Linked DNA regions of Bos taurus: region 2 is linked to region 1. Evidence: chromatin contacts called from public Hi-C data. All regions are on one chromosome and are shown on one strand. The core of a region is the stretch at or near the end of the contact, and the rest is flanking DNA. Distances in the headings are between cores, read along the strand shown.

Region 1 (6,248 bases), core at 2,781-5,280:
CCCCACACCAGGCCCAGCATCCCAAGGGCCCCAGGACAGTAGTGTAGAGGGGCCTGTTAACTGGGCCAGAGGCAACCAAGAACAGGAAGAAGGACAGGAATGAGGGGTGAGGCCTAACCCAGAATAAAGACCAGGAAGGGTCTGTATTGCCACCTCCCTCCTCAGGAGGAGATCCAGTTGGACAGCATTAGCTCTCCCATCCCCAAAGCACAGAAAGGGGACAAGGTTCAGTCAATTCTCCACTGCAGTCCTGACCTTTCTGGTGCATGGAGAGGGGTCCTGGGAGGGAAGAGAAATCAGTCCTGCCATTGAGGCACCTTCCATTCGGAAGTGGGAGCAGGGACAAGGTACACAGCTGGAAAGAGCAGACAGAAGAACCAGGAGAGACTTGCAGCTACCCTGGCAGTGGTTTAGAAGAACATTTGGGATCCAGAAACAGGAGGATTAATCAAGGAAGACTTCCCAGAGGAGGTGAGTATGAGGTGATATTGCAAAGGGTTGAGAGGCTAGTCTGCCAGAAGAGGAGGAGAGGAAATGGTTTAGACTGGGCATAGACCATGAGGCTAGGAGAAGGCAGGGAGGACCGAATGACATGAGGGCTGCCCCCGGATGCATCTAAGAGAGCAGATGGTGGGGACCTGCGAGGGGATGGGAAACTGAAGGAACAGGTGTTGGCGGGTGAGGGGCCTCGAAGCCCAGCTGGGAAGACTGGGAAGGAGTCGCTGAAGGCTTGAGCAAGAAGAAGGGGGACAGCCTCCCATTAGCTGAAGTATTCCTCCCTCTCTCCCCAACTCCATAAAACCAAGAGAAGAGAAGCAGAGTTCAGGGTTCCCCACCTCTGAGGCTCCAGCTGCTGTCTGTAAAGTAAGTGAGCTGGAACCTATGGTTTCCAAACTCCTGTCTCTGATATTGTCCTGTGATCATTGCCTTCCTCTCTAAGAATGATCTGACCCATCTATGATCCTCCAGGCTTCAGTCCCCCATTCTCTGAGTGTCCCTAAACTTCAAACCCACTCCCCTATCCAGAAGAAGCTACTTCCATGCCAGGGGGTGCTAGGTTCCAATTTCACAAACTCAGCCTGGGCTTACTGGGCACATGGTATAGCAAGAGGAAATAAGGTTAGACCCAGGAAGAACTTCCCAGCACGAGAGGTCTGAAAGCCTCAGCTTGGATGTCTCCAAGAGACAAGGACATTTGTTTTGGACCTGCCTGAGTAGTGCTAACTAGAGAGAAGTGTTCTCACCGTGGTTATGGATCACCACCACCCCCAGAGCCAGAGACCTTCACATGAAGACTTTCAGGGACTCTACCACCCTAAGGCAGAATGGGTGGAGCCTAGAGCTAGGACTTGCAGCCTGGGTAGAAGACACTCCTAAAATCTGGTGGGCGAAGATGTGCAGAGAATAGGCCTGACCCCTCCACTGCCCAGGCCCCTGTCTGGGCCCCACCTCCTCACTGCCCTCCTGGGTCAGAGCAGGGCCTCTGAGCACTTCCAATTCAAGCCTGGAATGAAGACCTCAGGGCCCGGGTCTCCACCCAGCCTCAGACCCGGGACCCTGACACCACCACCCCCATGCCTGGTAGGGCACAGGCACCCACTGTTCAGGCTACCCAACCCCCCGCATCCCTAGCAGAAACAGCCTTCCTCCCCTGGCCTCTCACCTCAGCCCCACCACATACCACATCCTGGAACCTGTTAGAGATTTCAGCAATCGAAAGATATCTTCGGCTGCGAGGCTCCCCCGGGACACGACACACATTATACACCTATTCACCTGCATAGATGAAGATACACACACACCGAGGCACACATACATACACACAGACACCCTCAAAATACACACACATCCACACATCACATTCTCACACACACGCAACACAGACACATGCTCATGAACTCATACATATACAGACAAGCATATACACACAAACTTACACATATTCCTACACTCACCAAACACATACATGTGTCTCCACTCCTTCCTTCTGGCTAAGGATGAAGAGGCCAGCCCTCTAGATTCTAGAGGTTTAGAATGCCCCAGGGGAAGCTTAGAAACCCACAGGAAACCTATTTCCAGTTTCCTGACCCAAACTGGAACTCCTATGCTGTGTTCCCTTTCCTGCCTCCAGAATCTCTGGGATTCTCGTCCACTGAAATGGAACCTGCAAAGCTCATTCATTCATTTATACAACATACATGTTTGCGCACCTGTCTGCCACACACATGCCTACGTGCCTGAAATTGAGGTGGACATATACGAGTGAGACCTCCCCAGTGGTGTGGTGGAAAGACCAAGAGTTCAGGAAGCAAGGACCTGAATGCAAATCCTAACTTTGCCTCTGAATAAGCTGTGTTACTTAAGACACAGTACACAACCTCTCTAAGCTTCAGTTTCACCACCTGTAAGGTGGGTTAAATACAATTTACCCAATAATTCTGTGACGATTAAGACAGGGAAAGCCTCCATCAGCAACGTGTCCACTGTGGAAAGTCACCTTCTTTCTTTCCCAGTCCCCCTGGTGAGGGTCTCCCCAACACTCTCCCAGTCCTGCATCCCTTGAAACAGAAACCCAGCCTCCTTCCGCCTCAGACCCCCAGGTGCGCGAACCTGGGGAAACTTGATCTCGGACTTGGCCGGCTCCATCCGACTCCCCCGCCCCCACCCTGGTCCCCGCCCCTCCCGGTCCATCATGCCTCTCGCCCGTTTGCAGGTCGCGTTTTCCGTAATAACCTTTAATGCGGCTGGCCACGGCCCAAATGTTCGCGATGGAGCGCTGGGCCCCGCGCATCAGATGGACGATGAAGTGTTAATCATCCCCCAGGGAGCAGTCCCGCGGAAAGTCGTCATTAATTTCTCTGAATTACACCAATTCCGAGACATTCTTTATGGACAGACAGTGCGGGAGACAGTTATATGACAGGACTTGCTGTGCTAAGCAGATGTGGGAGAGATTGCGTCGCCCCATGAATACTAAACAATCGCTCGGAAGAAACCCCACCAGCTTCTGCTCTCAGAACTGGGAAGCCGCCCAATACACCCCCACCCTAATTTGCGCACCCAGCAGGTGCCTGGGGCTGGGGCAGGGAACAGGATCGCACCCCTACCCCAGCTTCTTAAGCAGCCTCCTCAACGCCCCTCAAGAGTCAGGCCTCAGCCTCAAAGTGGGAAGCGGCTCTGAAGGTCTGACGCTCACCTTCCTGGGACCCTCCAAGGACCCACAAACACCCTAGCTTTCTGTATCACAGCCTTTGCTCCCTACATTCCTTCCAGAGCCTGACCTGCTTTCTGAACTGCTGTCTGTCATCCCCACTCTGAGCCTCCTCTGGCTCTCCTTCTAGACAATTCACTACACTAACCATATCTGAACTTCCATCAGGCATTGTCCCATCCTGGTTCTTCCACCTCCGCACCCTACCCCATGTCTCTCTACCACTCCATCCTCCTCCATCTGCTCCATCACTCCACCTCCTCGCCCATCTCCAGCTCTCTGACCCTTTCATCCTGCCCACCTCCCACTCTGGCCCCCTCCTCTCCTCCTCATTCACCTCCCCAGCCTGATCACCTGCTTCTCTTGCCCACCTCCCCAAACCACCCCACCTCCCAGAGAGCTCTGCTTTCGCATTACCTCCATCTCTGCAACCTGCTGCATTCTACCATTTTTGCCCCACTTCAAGTTATTGCCCCTACATCTGCTTTCACATCTCTGCCACTCTTCAGAATCTAGAGGTGAAGGGAAAGGTTCAGAGCAGAATAAAACCAAGGGCCGCACTCCCCTACTCCTTTCCTCTCTCCTCAAGCCCTCTGCCTGCCTTCTTCCCTCTCTTCCTTCTGGCAGACAGGACAAGTGTAAATGAGAGCTTAAGAGACTTCTCCCCACGAGTAAAGCAGTGGGCGGGAAGTGGGGGAGGTGGAAGGTGACCAGGGAAAAACCTGCCGAGGCAATTCGGCCACACCTGAGGGAAGCCCCGCCCACTAGGGCGCGCCCCGCCCCCTCCTCAGTGGCCTCGCGAGGCCTGGCCAGCCCGCAGCTCGCCCCGCCCCAAGTCAGAAAGGACCCTGGGCAGCGCTGGGACCTCGGTCGCCCCAAAGCCACTCCTCCTCAGGAGAAGGCAGAAGGAAAAGGGGGACTGTTCCCCCATCGGGTGGTCTCACCACCCTCGCCTTCACTCGGGCTGGAGGGAAGAGCTCCCCCGCTGCTCCTAGCTTGGGATTGGGAGAAAAAGGAAAGTGTGCAGCCTCTGCGTCTTTTCTCCGCGCAGATAATTTATGTCTGAGAGCCGAGCAGATGGCGGGTAATTTAGCAATTACCGTGTGCAGGAATAGGACTCGCGCCTCCACACGGAAGCCGCAGCCTCATCTTCTTTTCTGCCCGTTTTCTCTGTTCTGTCTCCCCTTCCCCATTCCCGCCACACCTTGCTAAATCCCACCGCTCAAGGGGAGAGGATATCCTTCCATCGGTCCATTTTCCTCCTGACCCCTTCCTGGATCGGGCGGAGGATTTCTGCCTCGGGAAACGAGGAGAGCTGGCTGCTCCCTGGAAGTTCTTCCTCTCCTCTCACCTTAGTCTTTCTTGCTGCTATAAATGACCGTACTGTCCCGGGAAATTGTGAGGCTCTCTCCCAACCTTCTCTCCTCCCCCTGTTTCTTTAGGTTTTTCATGGTATTTCTTCCAGGTATCTAGGTTCCACATCTCAGGCTACAGAAGACACTTCTGGGCTCTTAAGATAGACCCGGGAGCTGAGGAGTCTGAGTCTCTGTCTGCATGGGCAGCAAGGAGAAAAGAAGGCAGTGGTTATTAAGATGAGAACAGGAGAGAGCCTTTTGGAGCTCTGTGCACACTGTGAGCGGGTAATAAGTGTGAAATGGCTGATTGAGAAGCTGGGCTTAGTGAGATGCGAGAGGGTAGAGGGGACAGGAATGAGGCTGGAAGGGTATCGAATGTCTCCTCCCTGTTCCACTCCCTTCCTCTCTGGGCCACCTGGAGAAAGGATGCTCTAAGACAGGCCACGAGCCTGGAGACTGCTCTAAGCTGAAGGGGCTGTCCCCCCTCCATCCACCTCCACCAGCCCAGCCCAGGACTCCAGAACACCCACCACTGAGAGCCCAGGCCACCGTACCCCACACACCCTCTCTTCAGCCAGGGCTCCCAAGTATGTGACCCAAACCCTGCACACCAGCCTGATGCCCCTATTCTGGCAGAACCTTAGGTGACCTCTGGGCTCTGAACAGCTGGGCTCTTGGGCTTTGAGACACCCCCACCATCAGCTCCCCCAGATCCTCTTCATTCCTCGACACCAGAGGAGCACTAATTAATTAGCGTGTGCAACCAGCCATAGGCACGATCTCGTTACCCACCACAGGGACCCGCTGTTAACACACCAGACCCCTGAGACGCGGGCACACACTAATTACACAGCCAGCAGCTCAGCTAATCACATCTCCTGGTGACACTGTGGCTCACAGAGGAATCCCCAGCTTTTCTCTCCATTCCCCATCAGCCCCTCCCCCCAACCCCTCCACGCCCGTCCCCACCCCACCACCCCACCCCTGCCATGCTCCTGCCTCCTAGAACAGGAAGCTGGAAAGGAGGAGGGAAAGACTGGTTAGAAAAAAGTTGAAACCTGCTGGAAAACAGGAGGCCAGCCATGGAGTAGCTGCAGGGAGAGTGGGGATGAAAAGTTGGGAGGAAAAGAAAATTTTCCTACTAATCACTTTGGGCTATAAACAGCCACTGTGAAATTAGTAACTACAGCAAGAGGGAGTGGTGGTTAGACTATAAGAGGGACTTCCTGAGAAGGTGCTAGGGTAGAATTGAATCTGGGAGAGAGCAGCTTTCCCAGAGGCAGGACATGATGGCCACTGAGGTGGAGGAGGATGGGAGAGAGGGGCAGTTCCAGGAACTCAGGTATTGGACTCCATCCTGTCTCCAGCTGCAGTTCAAGGGTACAGAGAGGAGGCTGCCTCACTGCAGACGCAGATAGACGGCTTCCCCCCACACACGTCCCATTGACTTTGCCATTCTGCTGTCACTCCACAGCTTCTCCAAGATTTAACATATTGACTCTTCGAGCTGCAGAAAATTGAATTTTCTTCATTACGACTGTCTCCCGACAAAAGCAGCTCATAAATTCTCCCATCTTTTTCAGGCTTCCGACCCCCTCACCACCCAACATTTCTCGAGGGGATTCACATATTTGAACACACGGTTCACATAGGTGGAAAGACAAGGCATAGCCAGCACGCTC
Region 2 (6,199 bases), core at 3,571-6,070, 38 kb after region 1:
GAATGCCTACTATGTGCTAGGTGCTGTTCTAAGCACTAGGAAGCTGCATGAACAGATAGGAATGTGTACACTCAAAGAGCTTACACTCTATTGCAAGATCATGAAAGTCCAAAGAAAGCAGTTAGGAACCCACTGTAATAACCCTAGCCAGAACATTGAGCCTAGAACTAGGGAGTTTCCTGGTGGTCCAATGGTTAGAACTTGGCACTTTCACTGCAGTGGCCCATGTTCAATCCCTGCTTGGGAAACTTAGATCCCAAAAGCTGATCAGCGAGGCCGAAAAACAGTGTGCACTGAACTTAAGCGGTGTCAAGAGGCAAAGAGGCAGAATTCTTTAGAATGCAGAATTAGTGGGACTTGTTAATAATCAGATATGGGAATTGAACAGAAGGAGTCCTGTTGATCCCAGGTTTCTGCTTTCAGTGACCAGATAACCAGTGATGCCATTCACCAAATTAAGAATACAAATGGAGAAATAATACCTTGGGGGAAAAGGTTATCAGTGCAGTTTTGCCTTGTTGAATTCTCAGTGTCTTAAAGATCTTTCAAAGGAGACAGGACCCCAGTAGACAATTGGATAGATATTTAAGTCCAGAGCTCAGGATGGGTTTAGAGCAGAAGAGAGAAACTTAAGATCCTTGTAAGTAAAGATGATACAAGTGAAGAAAGATTACCCAGGCCTCCCTGAGTGTAGAGTGAGAGGTCAGAGGACCAAGGGCAGCACTCAGGAGACCATCAACATGGAAGAGAAGGATGGGGAGTGCTGAGCCATGGAGAAAATAGAAGAATCAGAGAGGTAGGAAGCAACTCAGGGGAGGTGAGTCAAGGAAAAAGGCCACAGCAGCAGGTGCAACAGAGAAGCCAGGGAAAGTTTCCCTGGAAATAGCTGGTTTGACAGCCAGGAGGTCACTGGCAACTCAGCAAGAGGCACTTAAGGAGAGTGTTTCAGGTAGAAGTAATTGTACAGCTGGACTTCATAGAGCCTGAAACAGATACCCTGCAATAGATATGCAATTCTTCTGACCCATGGGAAGTGGGGACATGTCTCTAGTCTCACAGAAAAACAAGGACTCCTAAGTCAAGGTGTAAGTACAATCAAGGGTGGGAACCAAGATGTCTGGATCCCACATCAAAGATCCTGCTGCCTGTGACCAATCAGATTTAGGCACTCTCTAAGCCTGCACTGCCCACATGGTGGCCACCAACCACACGCCACTACTGAACACTTGATTTTTTTTTTTAAATTTCTTTTGCTTTTTGGCCTTGCAGCATGAGGGATCTTATTTCCCCAACCGGGGATAGAACCTGTGCCCTGTGCAACAGAAGCTTGAGTCCTAACCATTGGACCACCAGTGAATTCTCCATTAAAACACGCTTGAAATGTGACTAGTGTAGACAGATTTGTCAACTGCAAATCGCATAACAAATTTCATATTTAACACCAAAACTAAAACAAATTTAAAATAATGTTATATTGACTGCATGTTGAAGGGATATAATATTTTGAATAGATTGGGTTAAATAAAATACATTATTAAAGGTAGTTTCACCTAGTTCTTTTTCAAATGTGGCTATTAGAAGATTTTGGGCTTCCCAAGTGGCACTAGTGGTAAAGAACCCACTATCCAACGCAACAGACGTAAAAATGCCAGTAAAAGATGGGTCCAGAAGATCCCCTGGAGGAGGGCATGGCAACCCACTCCAGTATTCTTGCCTGGAGAATCTCATAGACAGAGGAGCCTGGCGGGCTATGGTCCGTAGGGTCACAAAGAATCAGACACAACTGAAAGCGACCTAGCATGCATGCAGGCACTAGATTTTAAATTATGTATGTGACCCATATTAAATTTCTACTGCACAGCATTAGTCTAAGCTTTGCCACTAAATAGGACCCCTACAATACCCAGCCTCCCAACATCCTCCTAGCAGAAACAGAAAGGCCTGGAATCCCAAGATTGCATTCTGTAGGTACCTGTATGTCTCATGCTCCCAATGCCAGAACCCATAGCAAGAGATTCCAGTGTTCAGTACCCAACCTCCCCAGTTTTTCTGTGCCTGTCCCTTCTTCTCCAGGTACCTGTTGATAATCAGATAAGAGCAGAAATGTCCTATTGTAACTCCCAGAAAAGTAGATTTTCCCCCCTACCTAAGAGTTCCAAATCTCTCTCCCATCCCTAAATTTAAAAGCCATGTCTTCCTGTTACCTCCATTTCTCAACTCCTTCTTTGCCTTTCTGAAACCTTGAAAATCTCTCAAACGGGTAGAAACACAGCGTGATAGCAATCACCAGGATTTAGAGATCTTGGCAAGCCATCCAGTACTCTTGCCTAGAAAATCCCATGGATGGAGGAGCCTGGTAGGCTGCAGTCCATGGGGTCGCTACGAGTCGGACGTGACTGAGCGACTTCACTTTCACTTTTCACTTTCATGCAATGGAGAAGGAAATGGCAACCCACTCCAGTGTTCTTGCCTGGAGAATCCCAGGGACAGCAGAGCCTGATGGGCTGCCATCTATGGGGTCGCACAGAGTCGGACACGACTGAAGCGACTTAGCAGTAGCAGCAGCAGCAGCAGACTTAGTTTGCCGTATTTCCTAATCACGTGACCTGGAGTGAAACACCTCATCTCTCTGAACCCTCATCTGCAAAACGGATCTGTGATGATTATATGAGATCAGCTGTGTAAAACACCTTGTGCAGAGCCAGTTACTTTGTAACTTGGGGTTTCTCACTTTGCTTCTTACCCCTGAATATCTGGAGAATTAGGAAAAGAAACAGCAAACTCAGTTTCATGTATATGGACTAATAGAATCTTAAAACCAAAAAGGGGCTTAGAGGTATATTTCCAGCTTCCCATTCAGTGCAGAAATCTCCTAGACTCCATCCCTTATTGGTAGTCATCCAACCTCTGCTTAAACATCTCCAGGGGCCATTCACTGGTTCACTCAATAAACAAGAACAAGGCACTGTGGGAGCCACAAAGAAGGGCAGGCACAGCTCTCGCTGTTAAAGAGCCTACTTATATAATAGCAAAAAGGATAGAGAAATTACTATCACATAAGATAAACATTGGTATGTGCCAGTCAAGGTACATACAGAGCCAACAACCTTATAGGTTAATATATGTGCAACAAAGTGTAGCTCTAATGTTGAAATCCCTCCTAAATCCCAGACCTCCGTGTTCCCATTCATTTCATGGAAAATGCAGCAAGATCCTTCCACATTAGATCTTGGGTCACTCTCTTTTTTTTATTTTGTTTTTGGCTGTGCTGGGCCTTCATTGCTACATACGGGCTTTCTCTAGATGCAGCAAACTGGGGCTGCTCTCTAGTTGCGCTGTGTGGGCTTCTCACTGCAGGGGCTTCTCTTGCTGTGGAGAACGGGCTCTGGGCATGTGGGCCAATAGTTGAGGCATATGGGCTTAGTTGCTCTGCTGCGTGTGGGATCGTCCCAGATCGGGGATCCAAACCACGTCCCCTGCATTGGCAGGTGGATTCTTAACCACTGGACCACCAGGGAAGTCCCATGGGTCATTCTTAAGGAGGACATTTTTTGTAAAAACCTTTAAAATTCCAGGAGGGTGTGACCATGGAAAAGGCTAGAACAGATAAATGGTAGCACAGGTGTAGGGAGAACTGCAAGATCCTCTGGCCTCTTCTGTCTCAGAATTTCTAGGAATCCCTAGATGTCTACCCTAGATGTACAGTCCCTTACGTACTACCAGCAATTCCTGTCGCCCTGGGAAGCCCTGAACATCCCCACTCTCGGGGCTCATCCAAATGTCTTCCTGTGTGCTCTTGTTTTCTTTTTCATCCCATCCCTCTTACATTTTTTCATCTTTTATCACCATCTCTATGATTTTCTTTGTGTCCATCTGTGCTTCAGTCTGTCCCTCTCATTACTTTGATTTGGCGTATCTGATATTCTCAAGGTCTTTCTGTCTCTCAGTCTCCCTCTCTTTTACTCTTTCATCATTCTCGATTTCTTGGTTGGTTTCCATTTTCTGTCTCTGGCCTCGCTTTCTCCCCAGCTGCCGCAAAGCCATAAACCCAGCCGGCCCTGCAGCAGGCAGCCGCCAATCACTGGGCTCCAGGAGTTGCGGGGAGGGGGCTGCAGAGAGAAGGGGGCTTGGAAAAGCTGGGGCGTTGTTGCTACAGCATGGGAGGGGAGAGGCAGAAAAGAGCAGAGAGATGCCACTCCCAGAAGGCGACCACAGCTTTCCTGCAGGGAGCAGACGCCTGACCCCTCTTTCTGTTGGGAATCAGGGTACCTGGGTCCTTCCCCTGTACTCCCCAAATTGTGATTTCTCATCTAAAACCACAGGTCACAGGTCACTCACTCCACCAGAGATTTGCCGCCTCCTTCATTTTTAGGCTGTCCCAAGATGAAGCAGCTAAGGGACCCTGGGAGTCTCGGGATGTTTGGGACATACGTTACATGAACAATGGGACAATAAATGGATGATCAAGACATGGTGCTGGGAAGACACTGAGAAGAGGCAGACTCTTAATTGGTCAAGGGCGAACCCGAAGGTTGCGCAATCCAGGCTCCTTACTTGCTACCTGCATCCCCAAAGCAGGACTGACAGCCTGAAACCCTGGTCCCTAGTCTAGGCTGGGATTGGGCAGTTTAGGTGCTATATAAGGAGCAACTATCCAGCTTATCAACAGGAAACTACAGGGCCTGGGGAAGGGGAGGGGTGCTAGAAAGGGAAAGCAGGAAAGGGGAGGGATTAGTGAGAGATTTTAGGAGAAGACAGAGGAGGAACTTTCCGTTCTGTTCGGGCCCAGCGAGTGGTAATTCCTGGTGTGCCGGCGACCCCTGCCGGCTGCGCACCTCACTGCTCAGGAGAAGGGAAGGAACAGCCGGCCTGTGTGGGTCGCAGCGTGGGTTGAATACGACACTGTGTTTTGTGAGGGTGTCACCGTACAGCGGTCACGGTGCCTGTGGTACCCCACCTGAGATTGTATGTGGGCACCCCTGGGTGATGGCAGTAATATGACCGAGCACAAAAGTCACAAAGTTCAGGCTCTGAACTCCTGGCTGCCCCTCAGGGAGTCCAGACTGCGAAGGGGGAGGTCTCTGAGCGCAACAGACGCCTCACTAACGTCATGTATGAACCCACTCGTTGAGGCTCTGCGGGCATCAAAGTAAAATTTACCTGTCCGAGTTTAGGGGGGAAAGTGTGGACTTTGGAAGCAGACTTACCTAGGTTAAAATCCTGATTCCCTGTACTAGCCATCTGACCTCAGGCAAGTTACTTAACTTCTCTGAGTCCAATTTCCTCACTTGAAAGGCATGTTAATACCCATCTCACAGGGTTATTGTGAGTGTAGCCCATAGATAGATGCTAATTTTCTGCCTCCCTTTTCCTTTACCTCCCACCCCAAAGATGCGGCAGGGATTGCAAAAGGCAAATGAACTGAGGATATTGTTGACACTGATGATGGTGGTGGTTTATATTTACATCACTCACGCAAATCATTTTAAACATATTTTTAATACGTGGCTTTTTTCCTTTTTATTAGCCAAGCACATCATGATCATGTTTTATTGGGATAGAAATATCCTGATGTTATGGCAGGTATGTAGAAGGACAGCCTTATGAAGTGATAACAAGGCATGACAAATCTTTCTTTATTGTGATACATTTTCATTACTCAGGTTAATCAGGAATTACCCATTAGAACAAGGGCTTCAGATAAGTACATGACAGTCATCTGTGCAGATCAGAATCTCCTGATTTTCCAATGGGTATCTAATTGTTATTGCTGTTGTGGGGGGATGATTAATGCTTTGATTGAACTGGTCTTAAAACATTAGAATAACTCGAGATATGACAGGCAGTTAGAAACAGTATATTCTGAAATTTAAAAGAGGACAGATTTCAATTCTACCGAAAAATATCTAACCATTACAGCTGTCCAGTGACAGAGGGCAAACTGCTCATGAAGTAAAGAGCTCCTTTTGGGGAGAAATACTGAAGCAGAAGCTGGCTGATGCCCTGGCAGGCTTACTGTGAAAGAAATCTGGGCTGCAGAGGGAGCCTGGATAAGAGGCCCTTTGAGGTGCCTCCACGAATACACTGCCGTGAATAATGAATACTTAGCTCTGTATAAGTGTTGTCCCAAATGACATTACTGCCATACCCAAGGCCATTTTTTGTCACCATGGGGTGGGATGGGGGGATAGTAATAATA

Evidence for each region. A called contact is a pair of places that touch in the nucleus more often than the background predicts.
Region 2: a contact with region 1 is called in a Hi-C map of liver, with 5 times the contacts expected there. The contact joins two enhancer-like sites. A contact is called at or near these places in 8 of 11 Hi-C or Micro-C datasets (4-cell embryo, blastocyst, blood and 4 more).

What each region holds. Positions count from the first base shown.
Region 1 is chr5:26,307,736-26,313,983 of ARS-UCD2.0, forward strand. No RefSeq gene overlaps it. Among named protein-coding and RNA genes, the nearest start is that of CALCOCO1, 18 kb to the right of the region's middle. Within about 2 kb of position 4,031, at least 29 of the 102 cell types and tissues checked have an H3K27ac peak or open chromatin away from gene starts, as enhancers often do. A contact at or near this core is called in liver, where this site is marked.
Region 2 is chr5:26,345,136-26,351,334 of ARS-UCD2.0, forward strand. No RefSeq gene overlaps it. Among named protein-coding and RNA genes, the nearest start is that of CALCOCO1, 20 kb to the left of the region's middle. Within about 2 kb of position 4,821, at least 6 of the 102 cell types and tissues checked have an H3K27ac peak or open chromatin away from gene starts, as enhancers often do. A contact at or near this core is called in liver, where this site is marked.